2 separate regions of the Mus musculus genome follow, and region 1 is linked to region 2. A link is a contact called in public HiChIP or PLAC-seq data. All regions are on one chromosome and are shown on one strand. Each heading gives the region's core, a stretch centred on a gene start, on an enhancer-like site or on the middle of the called end of the contact. The rest is flanking DNA. Distances are from core to core; before and after follow the strand shown.

The links. HiChIP or PLAC-seq counts read pairs in DNA pulled down with a chosen protein or histone mark.
Region 1: a RAD21 HiChIP or PLAC-seq map of pro-B cells shows a contact between it and region 2, with 12 times the contacts expected there. The contact joins two enhancer-like sites. A contact is called at or near these places in 2 of 15 datasets of contacts at CTCF or cohesin (large pre-B cells and pro-B cells) and 1 of 115 datasets of contacts at active chromatin or transcription factors (large pre-B cells).

Annotation. Positions count from the first base shown.
Region 1 is chr6:70,708,406-70,713,669 of GRCm38.p6, forward strand. It overlaps Gm46961 (a long non-coding RNA gene), which reads right to left. Exons shown (of 3, transcript XR_001785273.2): 3 at 4,674-4,843. It also overlaps Igk. Among named protein-coding and RNA genes, the nearest start is that of Gm46961, 7.8 kb to the right of the region's middle. Within about 2 kb of position 1,481, at least 57 of the 459 cell types and tissues checked have an H3K27ac peak or open chromatin away from gene starts, as enhancers often do. A contact at or near this core is called in pro-B cells, where this site is marked.
Region 2 is chr6:68,912,906-68,918,287 of GRCm38.p6, forward strand. It overlaps Igk. Among named protein-coding and RNA genes, the nearest start is that of Gm25833, 380 kb to the left of the region's middle. Within about 2 kb of position 2,801, at least 1 of the 459 cell types and tissues checked has an H3K27ac peak or open chromatin away from gene starts, as enhancers often do. A contact at or near this core is called in pro-B cells, where this site is marked.

The sequences.
Region 1 (5,264 bases), core at 231-2,730, 1.8 Mb after region 2:
ATGGGGGACTTTTGGTATAGCATTGGAAATGTAAATGAGCTAAATACCTAATAAAAAAATGGGGAAAAAAGAATAAAAGCAGAAACTAATGAAAAATGTGGTTATAAAGTGAATAAAACTGTGATTGAAATATCTTTCTCTTGAAAAGGATCATTAAAACAGATGAATATTGAGCTATTTAAAGGTAAAACATGCCAAAAATCATGTTATGAAGGAGCAAAGAGAAAACAACTGTATCTATAGCTCCTGAAGAGCTTAAGTTTGGAGGAGTGTGTCCTGCTTTTAAAGAGGTAGAACCATGCTGTAGATGAAGCCCATGATGTTCTGTGAAAAGAGAAGTAACCCTGACTCCAGAAGATGTGTTCAACTGGAAAAGATCAATAATCAAAGATCGTAAAACAATTGGGAGAGACCCACCATCCCCTCCTCTGTGGGAAAGTTCAAGGTCATTTTCTTGAAAAGTTCTAGCATATGTTTTTGGAGTAGTAGTAGTTGTTGCTGTTGTTGTTGTTGATGATGATGATGATGATGTTGTTGTTGTTGTTGTTGTTATATAAACCTTCTTTGGAGCATAGAAAACTACAAAAACAGAAACAAAAAACAAAAAAAAATATCTATTTCAGATAACCTATATTCAATACAGCTGCATTAATGAGGCAATTTATCATCAATGAAGCATCACCTATTGTTGATTTGTTAAAGATTATTTATCTTCAATATAAGTAAAAGCCTGATAACTGGCCCTGTTGACTGTGGCTTTTACTGCTGTTTCTCTGTGCTGAAACTATCCATACAAAATAGAAATAAAGTCTGAAAAGTCAAAAAAAACACAATGTTCTGATAGTTGGAAACCGTGTGTATATGTGGGGTGGGGGAGGGGGTAATGCTCATAAATGTGTGACAGAGAGATAGGGGAAGAGGAGAAAGACAGATCTTCTAAAAACAACAGTCTGGTCCCATTATGGGGGTGGAGACCTGGCCAAATTGAGATCTCTGCTTTTGTTTGCAGGACAGTTCTGTGACCCATGACTGGGCCTCTGTAGACTTGCCGCTTATACAACACTGCCATCTGCTGATACAGCATTAGCACCCTGACTTGCTCTGGTGATAAACTGGAGGCACTGTGAGATCATTTCCTTGTCACTGTTTCCTGTGCCACACCCATTCATATGTACTAGAAATAGTCTGAGAAGAAAAAGACGTTCAGATAGGAAGGGAGCATGTAATGTACCTATATATCTACATAGATACTTACTCAAGGGGAGGGAGGGTTTGGTGTGTGTGTGTGTGTATCTCCCGTGCACACACACACACACGAAAAAGTTGGAGAGGAAAGATTTTTTTTTTAAACAACAGTCTGATCCCATTATAGAGGTGGAGACCTGACAAGATTCAGATCACTGGCTTTGTTTGCAGGCCAGCTCAGTGACCCATGATCGGGCCTCCGTAGGCTCACTGCTTATACAGCACTGCCATCTGCTGACACAGCTTCTCTGTTGACACAGCTTCTGCCCCCTGCCATGCTCAGATAATGAGCTGTTCATTGGCTCTGTGAGATCGATTCCTTTTCATTGCTTTCATTTTTGATATCTAAACAATGTTTCTACAATTCAGAGACACAAACAAATTGTATAAATAACTTCAATTTTACAAGTTAACATTTTCCACCTTTTACTGGTATCAAACGGCTTGCCGTGGTTCTGACCTGCCAAGATAGGGAGTAAAGCTCTCTTTGGTCTCTAGTCCCAGGCCTTGGAGTTCCAAAAGCCTGGGTTTGGAGGGAGTCCCAGAAGTTTACAGCTCCAAGCCCTGAGAGCTAGAGGCCTACTGTTCCAGGTTTTGAAATCCAACAGGATGACTAGGGAGAGGTGGCTCAGTGGTTAAGATGTGCCCTGCTTTTTCAGAGGATGTAAGTTCAGTTCCTAGCACCCATATCAGGCAGCTCACATGCAGTTACATATAACAGCCTGTAATTTCATCTCCAAGGATCTGAACATCTCTTCTGGCCTCCTCAAGCACTGTGTTCACATGCATGCACAGTGTGTGTGTGTGTGTGTGTGTGTGTGTGTGTGTGTGTGTGTGTGTGTACTATATATACACACATATATAGTAGAGTGAGTTGAGCTGGTAGCCTGGGGTGTCTGACACCTTGGCCCTTTGACAGTTCCTTAGAAATCTCCCAGTACCAGGGCCAGAAGTTTCTTGTCTTCAGCAGCTGTCTCTATTGCCTCTGCTCCTCCTCATCTCTACCACAGCCTTTTGATGTCACTGCCGATGTCACCAAGGACACTTCCTTCACCACTGACATTGCCTTCATTGTCCCTGCTTCCTTCCTTTCCTCATGTTACCAGCTCAACTCACTCTACTAATGATAAAACGCAAAAATAGGCAAGACCGGGCCTTTTATTGCAACTTAATGCTTCAGCTTCAACACCAGAGAGCAACATCTAGCTGGTATCTCCAGGTTAACTTGCAGAGTGAACCAAGCAGAGCACTTATATAGCCAGAGTGGGAGTGTGTCCAGTGTGTGTGCACGTGGCAGTACATCACACCAATGAAGAACAGTATTCTCACCAAGCATGAAGGGCTGCACCTGTCCCAATCACAGCAGTCCCTCAGACACTCAGAATGAAGTCACACACCTTCAGACTGCCTTCTTGACTGATATTCCTTCATTCAAGGCCATACATAGCTCCATAGGATGAAGCAGTCTTAATTTACCATTCAAATCATCCAAGCTATCAGGAAAATTGACATTAAGAAACACATCTACAATAAAGTTGTCATTCACAGTGATTTAACAATAGGTTAAGAATGCATAGCTCCTGCCTCAGTGATCCCATGAGTAATGGGCCTCCTAATATGACTGTTTTACTTATCCCACCATCCAACCACCCTTGGCAACCACCACACACATCTCTTTGACATGTGTGTATGAGATATTTTAATCATATTCAAGGCTGATTACCTTCTCTTATCTCCCTCACATTCTAACTACATCCCTGCTAACTTTGTGTCCGTTTTTAAGGTTTATTTTTATTTATGTGTATGTGTGTGTGTCTGTTATGGACCATGAGAATGTGTCCAATCGCCTGGACCTGGAGTTACAAACAGTTGTGAATTGCCTGCTGTGGGTGCTGGGAATCAAATTCAGGCCCTCTGCAGGAGCGTCAAGTGTTCTTGGCCGCTAAGCCACCTTCCCACAACCCCACACACTTTTTGATAACCCGTTAGCTGAGGTAACTTACATAAACTCGGGTTAGGGGTTATTTAACAAAGCATGATCAACTTAGCAGTGGGTATATCACTGAAGAAACTTTTGTTCCCTCCCCTAGCAACTATTAACAGCCAAAAGCTGTTTAGAAAAGGGTAGGGGCCTTAAAAGCCCCAATTAACCTAATTAGAAGTCCTTAACTGACTATAAATCTTAAAGGAAAAGAAGAGCCTCATAAGCCCCTGCCCTGCCCGTGATGGAATATTGGCAGGCCAGATCTTCTGGTTGTGAGAAAGTAATCAAGCTGCTCTGAGTCCGTGAGTGCAACAGCCATGTCTGATTCCCAAGGATGGTGCACAAAGCCCCTTTCCTTCCACCAACTCTGTGTTCTTTCTACCCCTTCTCCTGCAGTGTACTCTGAACCTTGTATGGTGATGACATAAACGAACCATTGATGACTGAGCACTCAATCATCCCTTATTTTCAGCGCTTTGACCCGTTATAAGTCTCTGCATAAAACACACACACACACACACACAAGGGAGGAGGGTCTGAGCAACACTAATCTATAGGTTTTCAACCTAGCAATATTTACAAGGCCATTCAAAAAACAAACCATGTCCATTTAGTGAAACAACAGCAGTAAGTTTCCCACTAGGGCCTTTAACCACACCCCCATAAGCCTTTAACCAGGTTTACAGTAGCAGGAATGAATACTGTGGAGTGGACCTCAAACCCAATCAGAAAATGGTTGGTTACCCCCATTCTAGCCATACCACTATTGCTCCAGTGGGCATATCTTACCTGCCGTGGGGTCGATCCAATAGGGCACAGGGTCTATAGCTAAATGCAACTGCTGACTAGCTCCTTCACCCAGAAGACTGTGCACCATCGTCTGGCACTGTGAAATCCACCCAGCTGAAAGGAAGCCTCCAATCGGCTCCATCTGGGCTTTTCCATGGTCTACAACCAGGAGCATGGTGTATCCAGCAATAGGGTCTTAGCATCTAGAAATTAGCTATGGTAATTGCCTATATTGTTTGAAGGACCTTAAGGACCTCAATGACCAACATATAGCATGGAATCTCACCCCTGGCACCAGGATTTTTATTTAATAACCTATGGCTTCCGGGAGCAGCTTTATCCTCCCATGCAGGGTACCTCACACCAACTCCTTTTTATTAATTGTACGTTAAATCACTTGCAAAGTAGTATTCTTCCTTACGGCTTTTTCATGCACCCTCACGCAGCTTTGAATGGCCATCTCTCCCCCCTCTCCTCTTTCCCATTTTTCTGCACTACATTCCTACTTCCTACAAAATTTGTCCTAAACAGTTTTTCCTTTCTCTCCACCATTGTCCCTTCCAAGATTCCTAGATTTTGGTTACCTTAAATGCCAACAAGGTACAATTTTCAGAGGCTTTACAGTAACAGAAAAAAAAGAGGTTACAAGGTACTTTTCAAATTTATTGATGGGCACAGGAGTGCAGGTTAAAGCAAAGTGGGGAACCTCTGCTACAGACCTCGGATGCTATCTGACGGTCCCAGTGTTTGCCGTGAGGATGCTGCTCGGCCAACAACTCAAGTCAGGATGAGTTGGGATCTGTTCTTGTATTCCAAAGGATTTACCTAACAGTCACAAAGATGATAGGTCACAGACGGCAGTAAATGGCCTCAAGTAGCAGTTAATGGCCACTTGAGGGAGCTAAAGATAACTTGTCTCTGGGCCTGCACAGATTCCACCCCTCCACAGTCACTGAAGTTCTTTATTATCATTATTGTTGTTGCTGCTGTTGTTGTTGTTGTTTTATATCCATAAATGTTGCCGCCCCCGCCCCCAGCCTCCCTTTGCAGATTTCTTCCCCAACACCCCCTTAGCTTCTAAGAGGGTACCCCCACCCCAGTCATCCCGCTTCCCTCAGGCATCAAGTCTTTACAGGATTAGCTCATGCTCTCCCACTGAAGCCAAACAAATATGTCTGCTACATATGTGCGGGGGAGGACGGGGGGGGGGGGGGGGACTCGGACCAGCCCATATATGCTCTTTGGT
Region 2 (5,382 bases), core at 1,551-4,050:
ACTAGGGTCCCTCCCTTTGAGTGCTGAGAGTCTCTCACCTCCCTAGTCTCTGGTACATTCTGGAAGGTCCCCTCAGTGTCTTACCTTTTGAGGTTGCCTGTTTCCATTCTTTCTGCTGGCCCTCTGGGCTTCAATCGTTTTCCCCGACCCAATACCAGCTCCTGATCCACTCTCTGCTTCTCCCATCTCCTTTCTTTCCCAGGACCCTTCCTCCCTCCACACTTGTGGTTGATTTCCCCTCCCTCCAAAGTGGGACTGGGGCATCATAATGTCCTGATTATGGCCCTGCAGCTTGTTGATATTTTTAAGTTTTGTTTCTGTATCTTGGGTATTCTGTACTTTTGGGGGGGGGCTAATAGCCAGTTATTAGTGAGTACGTAGCATGCATATCCTTTTGGGTCTGAGTTACCTCACTTAGGATGACAAAGATTTCCATCCATTTGCCTGCAAATCTGAGGGTGCCCTCATTCTTAATAGCTGAGTAGTATTCCATTGTGTAAATGAAATACACATTTTCTGTATCCATTCTTCTGTCATCAGACTTTGAGATTTTTTTCCTAGCTTCTGGCTATCACAACTACTTGTTTTCTATTTTTTTTTCAAATGATAAATTTTTATTCATCTATTTTTATTAGGTATTTTCTTCATTCACATTTCCAATGCTTTCCCAAAAGTCCCCCATACCCTCCCTCCGACTCCCCTACCCACCCACTCACACTTCTTGGCCCTGGCGCTCCCCTGTACTGAGGCATATAAAGTTTGCAAGTCCAATGGGCCTCTCTTTCCAATGATGGCCGACTAGTCAGCCATCTTCTGCTACATATGCAGCTAAAGACTCGAACTCTGGGGGGGGGGGGGAGTATGGGTTAGTTCATATTGTTCTTCCACCTATAGGGTTGCAGACCCCCTTAGCTCCTTGGGTACTTTCTCTAGCTCCTCCATTGGGGGCCCTGTGATCCATCCAATAGCTGAATTGAGCATCCACTTCTGTGTTTGCTAGGCCCTGGCATAGCTTCATAAGAGAAAGCTATATCTGGGTTCTTTCAGTAAAATTTTGTTAGTGTATGCAATGGTATCAGTATTTGGAGGCTAATTATGGGATGGATCCCTGGGTATGGCTGTCTCTAGATGGTTCATCCTTTCGTCTCAGCTCCAAACTTTGTAACTCCTTCCATGGGTGTTTTGTTTCCAATTCTAAGAAGGGGCAAAGTGTCCACACTTTGGTCTTCGTTCTTCTTGAGTTTCATGTTTTGCAAATTGTATCTTGTATCTTGGGTATTCTAAGTTTCTGGGCTAATATCCACTTATTAGTGAGTACATGTGATGTGAGTTCTTTTGTGACTGAGTTACCACACTCAGGATGATGCCCTCCAGGTCCATCCATTTGGCTAGGAATTTAATAAATTCATTCCTTTTAATAGCTGAGTAGTACTCCATTGTGTAAATGTATCACGTTTTCTGAATTCATTCCTCTGCTGAGGGACATCTGGGCTCTTTCCAGCTTCTGGCTATTATAAATAAGGCTGATATGAACATAGTGGAGCATGTGTCCTTCTTACTGGTTGGAACATCTTCTGGATATATGCCCAGGAGAGGTATTGCGGGATCTTCCAGTAGTACTATGTCCAATTTCTGAGGAACCACCAGACTGATTTCCAGAGTGGTTGTACAGGCTTGCAATCCCACCAACAATGGAGGGGTATTCCTCTTTCTCTACATCCTGGCCAGAATCTACTGTCACTTGAATTTTTTATCTTAGCCATTCTGACTTGTGTAAGGTAGAATCTCAGGGTTGCTTTGATTTGCATTTCCCTGATGATTAAGGATGCTGTGATCTAAACAGTCCTATATCCCTTAAAGAAATAGAAGCAGTCATTAGTAGTCTCCCAACCAAAAAAAAAAAAAAAAAAAAAAGCCCAGGACCAGATGGGTTTAGTGCAGAGATCTATCAACCCTTTAAAGAAGATCTAATTCCAGTTCTTCAAAAACTATTCAACAAAATAGAAGGAGAAGGTCCCTTACCCATTTCATTCTATGAAGCCATAATTACTTTGATACCTAAACCACAGAAAGACCCAACAAAGATAGAGAACTTCAGACCAATCTCCCTTATGAATATCGATGCAAAAATACTCAATGAAAGTCTCCCTAACCAAATCCAAGAACACATCAAAACAATCATCCATCCTGACCAAGTAGGTTTCATTTCAGGGATGCAGGGATGGTTTAATATATGGAAATCCATCAACATAATCCAGTATATAAACAAACTCAAAGACAAAAACCACATGATCATCTCGTTAGATGCGGAGAAAGCATTTGCCAAAATCCAACCCCCATTCATGTTAAAAGTCTTGGAAAAATCAGGAATTCGAGGCCCATACCTAAACATGATAAAAGCAATCTACAGCAAACCAGTAGCCAACATCAAAGTAAATGGTGAGAAGCTGGAAGCAATCCCACTAAAATCAGGGATTAGAGAAGGCTGCCCACTTTCTCCCTACCTCTTCAACATAGTATTTGAAGTCCTAGCCAGAGCCATTTGACAACAAAAGGAGATCAAGGGGATACAAATTGGAAAGAAAGAAGTCAAAATATCACTTTTTGCAGGTGGTAGTATATATAAGTGACACTAAAATCTCCACCAGAGAACTCCTAAACCTGATAAACAGATTCAATGAAGTAGCTGGATATAAAATTAACTCAAACAAGTCAATGTCCTTTCTCTACACAAAGGATAAACAGGTTGTTTTCTAATCTTAATGTTATTATAGTTCTAGGGTTGGTGATATTGACTGAATATATATGTGATTGTGCTGCCATCTAGCTGTTAAGATAGCCAAAATGAAGGCAGGGTTGCATAATGTCCATTTTGGAGTCTAGAAGAAATACTACATTTACAGTGATGTGTGCCAAGTAGTTGTGTGTTTAGAAAAATAAACAGTACAATGACAAGTGGGGCAATTCTTTTCTTCCAGTAGTTATAGACATAATGAAAATTAATGTTAATACAGACACATTCACACAAATACCATATTTCTTGTCATTATGAAATGAAAAACATAGACATTACCTATTATCTGTTTTACAGTGAGATTACAAAAAAGATTAAATAATATAGAACTTAGTTTTGGAAATTATGGTACCACTTCATTTAATATAAAGCCATAATATAAAGAACCGTAGAATAACCAATGAAGTTTTAAAAGGATGGTACACTATGATGTTATTTTGTAATCGTGTGGCTGCTCTTGAGTTATAGATTGTGGCGACTGCTCACAATCAAGGGAGAGTAGTGATACCATTTACTATGATATAGTACATGTTAAATACTTGCAATCGGAAATCAGGCTTTCATTAAAAAATGCAATAATTTGGTAGCTTTATAAATAGGAAATGTTACTTACCTGATGTACTGAATGTATAATTGGTAAGTTAAGAAACATTATATTGATTATCTCTATCATTTCAACACCAACTGAACTGTATAGACCTCACTGAGATTCCCCACCTGGCATAGCTGCTATTTTTCATTCTTAAATGGGAGACAGCTTGCCAAAATTGTATTATGGTGTACAAACAGTGCAGTTTTTTCATATTTACATCTTTATCTTTTATTTTTTTTGTAAATTTTGTCATCTCTTTGATCTGAAATTCGATTAAGGATTAGGTTGAGTTATTTTATAATCATTTTCTTAACTTTTAGCCACATACTGTTTGCCGCATAAATACATACAAATCCACACACAGTCCTTGATCTTTCTCAGCTTCATGCTTTCATATTCCCCTCTATTTATACATAAATACAGTTTGGTCAATTCATATATTTTAGATAAGTAATATGCAACTTCTCTTTGTAACAGATAGAAACTATTCTTAAAAAAAAACCAACAATATGAACTAACCAGTACCCCCCAGAGCTATGTCTCTAGTTGCATATGTAGCAGAGGATGATCTAGTCAGCCATCAATGGGAGGAGAGGCCCTTGGTATTACGAAGATCATATGCCCCAGTACAGGGGAATGCTAGGGCCAGGAAGTGGGAGTTGGTAGGATGGGGAGCAGGTTGGGGGGGGGGGTTGGGGATAGCATTTGAACTGTAAATGAAGAAAATATCTAATAAACAATGCCTTGATTAAAAAAAAACACAAATGATCAAAATGCAGAGATTTGGAGATCATGTGGTAACCATTCCCAAATGATCAAATGACAACACAATTACTTCACCTATACCCCAGGGATAGAAACACAGTGGGTAGAAATATTTCAAGTGCCAGAGAAGTTGTAGATTTTCTCTAAGATTTTGTGATGATTTGAAAATGCTCAGCCCAGGGAGTGGCACTATTAGAAAGTTGGGCCTTTGGAGTAGGCGTGTCACTATGGGTATGTCTTTAAGACCCTCATGCTAACTGCCTGGGAGCCAGTATTCTGCTAGGAGCCTTAAGATGAAGATGTTGAACTCTCAGCTCCTCCTGCACCATACTTGACTGGATGCTGCAATGTTCTCACCTTGAAGATAATGGACTAAACCTTGGAACCTGTAAGAAAGCCCCAATTAAATGGTGTCCTTATAAGAGCTTCTTTGGTCATGGTGTCTGTTCACAGCAGTAAAACTCTAACTAAGAAAGACTGTGTCTCCTAGAAACACCAGAGAAGCTGTACCCAGATGGTCCAATGGTTGGTTCATAAACAAGACTTGAGCAAGGATGACTCCTGCATACATACAAACATTGAAATGGGAATTCTTGTGGGGATTCTGCCCTAGATAAAGAACTATGGGTAACAGGAAAATCAGAGAATAGGAGAATTAGTTCTCTTAACTGAAATAGACCCCCTGGGTTGGTTTTCCAATATCAAGTGATCAGCAAAACAGGGCTAATATTTTTAACTCTCTATTTTCCACTTTTCTTTACCCCAAAGGACACTAGCAATAGGGAAAGTGATTTTCTGAGTTTTGTTTGATGGAACATGTCTGGGGACCCTAGACCTTCTCTTCCTGCTACATTTGTACCTGATATAATCTGTCTTCAAGGTAAAATGATCTGAATATTACAACATAAAAATAATACAGGCTATTGCTACTGGTATTGGATTCTTAATAAAACTTGTAGTAGGACTGTATTGATGAGTAGAATACACATTTGGGGCACAAGACATAACAAAATCAAGTTGCTATGGACAAAGGACCTTCTAATAAAATACTAAAGCTGGATAAATCACCCTTTCTATGGTGTGATGTCATTTTATAATACATGAAGATTTTCTGATAATGGAACATTTATGTAAACATACAAATGTTCATATATTTGTTTTCTATATTTTTGTTTACTTTGGTTATTGATAATTAATTTTAATTAATCAGAAGTCAATTGAGAAATACATG